2 separate regions of the Mus musculus genome follow, and region 2 is linked to region 1. Evidence: chromatin contacts called from public Hi-C data. All regions are on one chromosome and are shown on one strand. The core of a region is the stretch at or near the end of the contact, and the rest is flanking DNA. Distances in the headings are between cores, read along the strand shown. Region 1 has its middle 47 kb from the start of Gm41234. Region 2 holds the start of 4933432I03Rik (RIKEN cDNA 4933432I03 gene).

Evidence for each region. A called contact is a pair of places that touch in the nucleus more often than the background predicts.
Region 2: a Hi-C map of bone marrow-derived macrophages shows a contact between it and region 1, with 3 times the contacts expected there. The contact joins the promoter of 4933432I03Rik here to the enhancer-like site in region 1. A contact is called at or near these places in 1 of 39 promoter capture datasets (pre-B cells), 1 of 484 Hi-C or Micro-C datasets (bone marrow-derived macrophages), 1 of 115 datasets of contacts at active chromatin or transcription factors (acute myeloid leukemia) and 1 of 9 other capture datasets (liver).

Annotation. Positions count from the first base shown.
Region 1 is chr14:102,745,691-102,750,494 of GRCm38.p6, forward strand. No RefSeq gene overlaps it. Among named protein-coding and RNA genes, the nearest start is that of Gm41234, 47 kb to the right of the region's middle. Within about 2 kb of position 3,146, at least 18 of the 459 cell types and tissues checked have an H3K27ac peak or open chromatin away from gene starts, as enhancers often do. A contact at or near this core is called in bone marrow-derived macrophages, where this site is marked.
Region 2 is chr14:103,030,411-103,035,126 of GRCm38.p6, forward strand. It overlaps 4933432I03Rik (RIKEN cDNA 4933432I03 gene), which reads right to left and starts at 3,393. Exons shown (of 3, transcript NR_045657.1): 1 at 3,315-3,393; 2 at 2,357-2,536.

The sequences.
Region 1 (4,804 bases), core at 1,896-4,395:
ATGGCCTTTCTTTCAGCCTCTGCTCCATACTTTGTCCCCGTATTTTCTTTAGACAGGAGCTCTTCTGGGTTAAGAATTTCAAGATGAGTGAACGGCCCCATCTCCCATCTGGGGGCCTTGCCTCGTCTCTGGATATGGTCTTTACAGGTTCTCCCTCCCCTTTGTTTGGGCATTTCAGCTAGTCTCATCTCCTCATGTTTTTTTTAAACCATTTTTCTAGTGTCCTCAACTTTTACATTGTCATTTTGGGGACTAGAGAAAGGACTCAGTAGTTAAGACTTGGTACTTGTTGCTCTTACAGGAAACCTATGTTCTGTTCCCAGCATCCACCCAACCCACTTGGTGGTCCACAAGCATCTGTAACTTCAGTGCCAGAGGACTGGATTCCCTCTTTTGACATCCGTTGTAACCAAATATGCATGTAGTATATTCAGGCAGAACACTCACATATGTAGACTAAAATAAATAAAATAAACATCTAAAAATACTTTTAATCTCCCATCCTTCCTTTTTAAGGATTTATTTGTATTATTTTAAAGTATTTGTAAAGTGTGTGTGTGTGTGTGTGTGTGTGTGTGTGTGTGTATGCACGTGCATGTGTATTTGCATGTGAATGCAAGAGGCATTGCATCCCCTGAATCTGGAGTTACTTATGATTATGAACACCTGACATGGGTGCTGGAACTCAAACTCAGGTCCTCTGGAAGAGCAGCAAGTGCTCTTAGCCAGAGAGACATATATATGGTCCTGAGATTTTCTTCTCTTTTATACAGGTTTGTAAAGAAGCTTATTCTGAGTACAGAAAGAAACCAATCCATCATAAACATGACAGACAAGAGAATTACTTTGTGGAATGTATTGCGACCTATTTCATGAGCATCATGTTAATTTAGTAGTGTTCATGTGTATATATGTAGGAGGTTTATGTGTTCACAATGTGTGCATTTACATATGTGGAGACTAGAAAACAACCTTGGGTGCTGTTCCGCATTTTAAATTTTGAGACAGGATCTCTTAATGCCCTGGAACTTGCCAAGAAGTCTTGGCTAGACAGCCACTGAGCCACGGGGATCATCCTGTATTTTCCCACTGAGCACTGGGATTACAAAGCAGGCCCTCATGCTTGCAATGAAGCCATCCACTCAGCCCACAAGTTTAATGTTTAAAATAATAGTCGCTTGTTATTTTTTATCATTTCAGTGAGTTGGAAGCTCACAGTGTATTGAAGGATGACTTATCTCTGCTCCTTTATGTCAAAGGCCTTAGCTGGAAGACTTAAAGGTAACACACAGAGTCATCTACGCCCTTGTCCGCTCACAGGTTCCACACTGGATTCTACCTGTCCGATGATGCCAGAGGTAGACTTACTAGCCAGAGCCCCTACAGATGGCTCCAACACTGGTGTGGGATTCCACACCACTATTGTGTTTATATTCTAAACATGTGCCATGAAACAGAGAGAAGAACAGAAAATAAGGAAAATGACAAACAGATACAGAGATGGCAGGGAGAAAGATGATGGGAAATCCTCGTATTCAGATCACACACTGTAATGAAATTGTATCTTTGTTGCCACATTATATTGGTCAAAACACTTTCCAATTATATATACAGTGTGTGTGTGTTTATTTATTTATATATTCGCTTTACATCCTGGTTGCTTCCCCCTCCCTACTCTACCAAGTCCCACCCCCACAAATCTTCCCAACCCATTACCTCCTCCACTTTTCCTCAGAAGAGGGGAACCCCCAACCCCTTGGGTACCTGCCTGCCCTGGGACATCAATTTGCAGTAGGACTAAGCATAGCCTCTGCCACTGAGAACCAAGCAGGCAGGGAAAGTTGATCCAATGGCAGGCAACTAAGTGTGTTAGGGGACCCACATGAAAACCAAGCTGCACATCTGTCACAAATGTGTAAGGGGCTTAGGTCCAGCCTGTGCATGCTCTTTAGTTGGTGGTTCAGTCCCTGTGAACCCCCATGGGCATAGGTTAGTTGACTCTGTGAGTCTTCTTGTAGAGTCCTTGACCGCTCTGCTCTGGCTTGCCCAATGCTATCCTCCACTCTACCACAAGTCTCCTTGAGCTCTACCTGATATTTGGCTGTAGATCTCTACATCTGTTTCCATACTCTGTTGGATGAAGCCTCTTGATGACAGTTATGCTAGATTCTTATATTCAAGCATAGAAGAGTAGCATAAACAATATCATGGATTGGCTCTTTGTCATGGGATGGCTCTCAGGTTGGGCCAGCCATTGGTTAGCCTGTTCCTCAGTCTCTGCTTCATCTTTGTCCTTTTGCATCTTGTAAGCAGGGCAAATTTGGGGTCAAAGTTGCTTTTTTTAGACCAAATACTGTATTTTACATATAATTAAATTGTCTGATATGTACATTTCTTTATTTTCATTTTCTTTGGGGGGGAGCCAACAGTTTTATGAATGGGTTAATGTGCCCCTCCCTCCACTAGAATTTCAGTCTGGCTACAGGTGGTGGCCACTTCAGTCTCCATATCCCCAGCTGTTAAGCGCCTCAGCTAGGATCACTCCATAGACTCCCAGGAGTGTCCCCTGTCCCAGGTCACCAGTTAGTCCCAGAGATGGTTTTAATATCCAGAGAACACTGTTAATTTTCTCTAAGAGTCATTGGAATGGATATACATTCTTGAAGCTGCATTTAGGAAAATAGACTTTGTCAGAGTGGCAGATTTATATGGAACAAATCCTCAAATGTCCCTTAAATAACTTTGTGCCTTTTAAGTTCAGTAGTAGATAGATGACATTTGGTAAGCAAGTCAATGTTAGAGGTAGTCATGTAATTGATATCTATTACATAGATAATAGATAGATATTGGATAGATTATACAGAGGATAGAGGATAGAAAGAAAGAAAGAAAGAAAGAAAGAAAGAAAGAAAGAAAGAAAGAAAGAAAATACATAGATACATAGATGGATAGATGATAGCTTGATAAATCAATTGACAGGCAGAGATAATAGACAACACATGCTTGCATCAGAATGAGTCTGTAGAATACACTTTTCTAAGTTCCACTTGCTTCATTGAAAGTTGCTATTCCCAGATGTTGACAAATACTCTCATAGTCTAAAAATATTTCTAAGCTCCTTTCTGAACCTGGGCACTGAGCCAGAGTCTGGAGAGATAATGACAACATTATAGAACCACTTCCCCTAATGAGCTACAGTTTTTCAAGCAACATAAACTTGAAGGAAACAGGAAATTACAAGGGATGAGTTTTGTATGATAACCATGGCGAGAAAAAAAAGTGCTGTGGGGGCATTTGGAACAGACACAACAGACTTGAGAACTGGGAAAAGCCTCACCAAGCATTGACACCTGAGACAGTAAGCAGCCCAGGAAATGAATACTCCTATTAGGGGAAAAGGATTGGATACGTGAGTTCAAAATAGTACTCAAAGCAATTTCACAGTTCCAGAAGCAAAAGAGTATGACGCTCATGGAAGTGTAACTAGTTTACTATGACTAGAATCCTCATCTTGGTAATCAGACCTGGATATGTTTCATGAAATATATATCAAGAAAGATGTCAGTCATTTTGAAATCAGCTGAGGCCATTAATCAGGCCTTGTGATCCCAAGGTGCTTTGCTTCAGGCTCCACATGTCCTATGAAAAGAAGTTAGACTTTAACCTAAAGTCAGAGACTCTTCCAGGATGGCACACTCTCCAGGGAAGTGATTTCTGTCATATTTTGTCCATCCAATACCCACAGCGTCGTAGTCCTATCACAGAAGACTGCAATAACTCTTTGTTATATAAACTTTTTTTTTTAAATGTCACCTTAATGCTATGGCCTTCTACATGAATTTTCCTCTACTGAACATCAAGTTTTGTGGAAATGCCATTGGATGGTCTTGTTAGTCAGTCTCTGGAATGGATGACAACTCCTGGCTCAGGCGTAGTTTTGTAAATCTCTGAAAGTTTTACCATACACTTCAAGGGAGAACTGCATCTGGAAATGTGTGGCTTATAGCAGCTTCAATCAGGATTTGACAGAAGTTTCAGCACCAACCGGTGAGTCAGGGATGCTCAAGATATGAGGCATCTCACAGAAGAACTAGTGTTCTGCCTTGATACATATGCACATACAGGTCGCAGCAGAAAGCTATAGACTTGAAATTGAGCCTAGGGCATCAGCCTCAGCCTAAAATACCTGTCAGCAGTTTGGTTCATCTGGATTCTTTAGTAATAAATACTGCCCAGGCAATACTACTTCAGCCTCTTTTTCTGCATCATGGATAACTACACAGAGAAGTGGAATTTGATTTGATGGCAAAGATGGCTAATTTATAGTTTGTCTGAGCATGTCATAACACTGACTTAATAAAGTCAGAGGCAAGGAGATCCATTGTATTTGTCATCATGGTGGTGCTTCATATAGTTATAACATACTTTGGAACATCTGATATCTTGGAGTTGAGATTTGGAGTCATTTTCTCCTTAATCAAATGGAGGAAGACAAACAGAATTGGAGTGTCTATCTCTTTCCTCATCAAAAGGATAAATGTGTATCATTTGTCCTCCTGAGAAAAGACTTTCTCGAGCTGTCCTGGTCTCCCTGCCAAAGGCATCTTGTTAGATGTTAATGACCTGAGTCCATCCATAAGAATTGGAAAAAAGTGGAAAACACTGAGCAAGAAAGAGACAAGTAATTCTGTGGAAGCTATGATCCTGCTTAACTGGGAAATTCCTTGTATATAAATGAAGACCACCTGCCCCAAAGTACACTGAGTCTTTACCAGTGTGTGCCTGGTTCTGGAAAGGATTTTTT
Region 2 (4,716 bases), core at 2,143-4,642, 280 kb after region 1:
CTTTCTTTGCCCTTGTTCTATGAGGGGAGGCCAACAGTGAGCAAGCCCAGTGCCTTAGCTTATTCAAACCGCCACACCCAGCTAAGATGATCTTTTGCAAGCAGATACACCTAAACTTTTAAAGATAGCATCTGTTGGAGTCAGAAGATGGTCATGTCCAACACAACTATCATTCCTATGCCGCTCATAGACTGGGCTTGATCATGTAAAAAATGTCACAGGTTTTGACAGGTATGAATCTCACTCATTTATGAAATGAAGCTGTATTTTTTAAGTGTAAAACACAAAACTGAAGAATATATGTTTGCATTGTGATGCAAGTTATTATCATGTCTTCTCTAAAACTAAAGGGCCAGTAAGACAAAGGTAATTTACGTGCACTTACAATAACTAAAGTTATTAAAATAAATGTAATTAGGTAACAGCGAGTGAACTGGAGACTCCTAAGAAGTCTTGTGGCCTGAAGGTCTTTTAAATATTCTTTGGAATGTTAATATGTACTTTGTGAGGTATGAGTATAAAATGAAAGTGGTGCTAGTCATGGCAACCTAGCTACTGTTGTACCCTGGCTAACGCATCTCACTTTAGCTGACTTTGAGAACTTTCCTTATTCCTTAACCAGAACAGGCCTCACGAGCTTTTATAAGTTGTCAGAATCAAAATGGAGTCTCTTTTGTAGATGCCTAATGTAAATAGACATCTAACACCAGTACTGGATTTATGCCTGATGACAACAATTCACAGAAGACAGCCAGAACCAAGACTATACAAGAGCCACTATGGCCTCACACACAAGCATTCTCAAAAAGATGTCTGTTACTGATGTCACCCAAATTACCAATCTTTAAGGCCAAGGAGAGTCTCAAAATATCACAGGTACCATATACCCCATTTTACCTTGAAAACATTCACTGTGCTTCAGTCTCCTTGAGTATGCAGTTAATAATGACACCTATGTTCCCATTGCCATGATTTGCCATTCCCAGAAAAGTGTGTTTGGGGAGAATCTTTCTGATTGTTATTCAAATTGAAGCTACATTTCAATAAGGATGGTCATGGCAGTATAGAGGGCTGGGAAGACTGAGATGTACTACCACAATCAGTCAAGAGTCCATCTCAACACCAGTGATCAGGGTACCATAGGATATAGCACATGGAAGAACAACAAAATCATGTGACATGAGTTATGCCCACGGCATCAGGAGAGAGGTGCTGAGGTGGCACAAGAGACTGATCATAGGAGAAAACTTCGATTTCTGAAGTCATTTTCTCAAAGATATTATTAAGTTGCCGTATCAAAAACTGGAAAAACATAAAACAAAATGTTAACATGGCTGTCGATTTCAGTTTAGATCCCAGGGGCTCCTAAAAGACCCATGTGCCAAAAGCTTAGTCCTCAGGGCAACATTGATAAATGGGGGTAGAGTTTTGTAAAGTAGGACTTTAGAGGGACAGCTTCAGATCACTGAAGGTATGTCCTTGAGGGGGACCCTGAGACTCCAACTCCCTGGCGCTCTTTGTTCACTGACTCGTCCCTTAGCCACTCATGTGAAGGCATTTTTGGTCCATGATACGCTCCCTACGTGATGTTGCTTCCCGATCCAAAGAAACAGGGTGAGCAAATCAGGACATCAACTAGAGATGGCAACAGAACCTTTTTCTCTTCATAAGGTGATGAGCACCATGTATTTTGATACAGTGAGGGAACATTGGCATCACCAAAGCAGGAAATTCATTTAAAGAACTAAATAGCAGAATGGACACAGTGAAGTGATTAGACCATGAAGCCATCCAATCCTATCAGGATACTGAACAGACTCAACTGTAGAGTTGAGGAGGATGAGCACCTAGCCATACAATCTCGCTCATGTGTGCAGAGAGAAATAGATGACAAACTAAATCTATAAACAGTACAAGAAATTTCCTTGAAACTCAATGAAGAAACTTTTGGTGAAGGAAAAGGACTTGACTTTTTAAAAAGTTGACGATGTGATGTGGCAATGTCAAAAGGATGAACCCTGACCTTCCTTTGAGGATCCCTACCAATATTCCGCATGAGCTACACTACCATTGTAAGTTTACATACAGCTCAAATTATCATAACACGCCTTACTTCTATTCTGCCTGCTTCCAGTACAAAAAGCATTGCTGCATAGACTATTTAGAGGGTAAATTTGTTTTTAAATAAGCAAAAGTCCGTTTTATTCTCTTTTTATCAAGTATCCAGCTGCAGATAATCCTTTAACCATTGATAGTTAACTAGGACTCAGTCTGCAGATAATCCCTCAACCATCCATAGTTAACTAGGACTCAACACCACACTATTGCATGCCCCTGAGAGAGCCACCCACAGTACCTTTCTTGAAGGTAGAATAATAATTCTGATGGATTATCAGACGTCTGAGTATCCTCAAACAGGTCTCACAAAACACTGTGCCGAACTGACTGCACCCCAGATGGTTTTATAGCCAGGCATTCATTCATTGGTCCCTATTCTTCACTTTGTAGTCTGGAGACTCAGTTATTTTCTGCAAACCTGTAAAATTCCACCCAAATTTTAATGAATCGGTAAAGAATGCAGAAGGGACACATATGTATGCAAAGCAAACACAGACTCATGACTTCTAACAATGCAAAACTTAATTCAAAGTAAATTCATGCTTTTAACTAAATTTATTTTCCTGCATATGCACTCACAAACACACACACACACACACACACACACACACACACACACACACGTGTGCAAACATATGACTCATTTGCACTGGAAATGAAGAACACTACACTTTATTCTTTCTATTGTGACTGACATAAAAATATCAGCTCTGCAGTGATTCGGTCATCTTTATTTTTATCACCTTTGTTAAAATCTGGTTTCCTTTTCTTCCATAAGGACTGGGGAGTACAGAGCCAGGACAATGACAGGAAGAGGGAGAGAGAGCCAGGGAGCAGGCTGTGACCACTGTCCTCTTAGGGAAACCTGAATCCCTGTACTTTCGCCATCTTCAAAAGGGCTTCCATAAAGACTGTGCCCCAAGTGAACAAACCTAGGCGTGCGGGCGGTTCCTGCCGCTGAGCTTCTAAGACACCAGCTGCTTGCTGCGAACTGAAACCAGGGTCACACAGAGGTTGACTCATCAGGTTTTGCTCAATAGTATCACAGGAAAGAAGATGTCAGAGAAAGGAAACCGAAAAGCAAGCACCCCGCCCCAGGTCAGCAATTCAGACTGCTACAAAATTAAACACATGATTTTTTTCAATTGATGGACTGAGTGTGGCCTAACACCCGCCCCAGTATGAGTAACTCTTACCCAGTCAGAAGCAGGCACTCTAGGACAGATGGTAGTTCTTCCTCCACATTGCGCTTGAGCAGCAAGAAGGGATTTGGGGGTAAGGGTAGGGTAGAGAATCTCCGCCCTTCCTGGGTCTCAGTCTTGCCAGGGTTTGGGTTGGAGCTTCAGCACTGAGTCTGTATTCTCTAGCCTTCAGATTCTTCCTGGCTGCACCCAAGAGATCCCTGGGTCTCCGATTTATCAACTGTTTCTCCCAGGGCCTGTCAGCCTCCACAGTGTTGTGAACCAACCACTGTAATGAGTAAATAACACGCCCCTCCCCCTCTATTCTTTCCTCCCACTCCCCCACATACGCTCACATTCTCCCCCCCCCCCCTCCACCCCATCTCTCATATACACACACACGCGTGCATATATGCATACATATGCCCAGTTCTGTTCCTCTGGAGGACTCTAACACACTCTGAAATAAAGCGTCCAAGGATCAGAAAACCTGGAGATTCTGAGCCACGTGGCTCTGTAACAAGGTCAGTCATGGGGCTTACAATGGCGCCGCCAGTCAGCGAAGATCTCTGAAGATGTGACCAGCAGTGGCTGGAGGCAGTTTCAGTTCCACTCTGTGGGTCCCCACAGGGCTGCAACCAACACTACCTTGTTCAAGGAGACTGATCAACGTAATGGTGTTTTTTCTGGAAAACAAGAGCTCTGGCTGCTATTTTACTCTAAAAGAACAAAGAAATGATGTTTATCAAAAGTTGTAAACGTTTAACCATGTTGATTTATAATGACTGTATAAAAACATTAAGTGGCACATATTGTGATGGGATAGTGATGTTTTGGCATAAGTACACATGTACAATGTTGAAATTAATTAACTATATCCCTCTACTCAAGCACTGATCGATTCTTTTGTGTATGTGTGTGTAGGGGGGCATGCATGGGTGTCCATGCGCACATAGAGGCAAGACACTGACTTTGGATGTCTTACCTCAGTTGGCCTTCACCTTAGTTTTTGAGATAAGATCTCTCTGAGCCTGTACATTTCTGATTGGCTAGATGATCTGGCCAGCAAGCTCTGGGGCTCCTCCTGTCTCCATCTCCAGGGCTGGGGCTACAAGCCTGCACCACCATACTCTGATTTTTATGGGGATGCTGGGGATCCAAACCCAAGCCCTCATGCTTGTATGGCAAGAATTTTACTGACAAAGGGCTTTCCAATAACATCATATACTTACAGTAAAAGCAGTTAAATCCGTTCTCTGGGTTTTTGAAATGTATAATCTATTGCTGTTGTCTATACCTCACTGTTCAACAGCAGACCAGAGCTTGTGCTTGTGACAGTTTGCTCATTCTTGCTTGCTTGTATGTTTGCTTGGGTTTTCTCTTGAGGTTTTCATTGGTGTTGTTTGTTTTCTTTTCT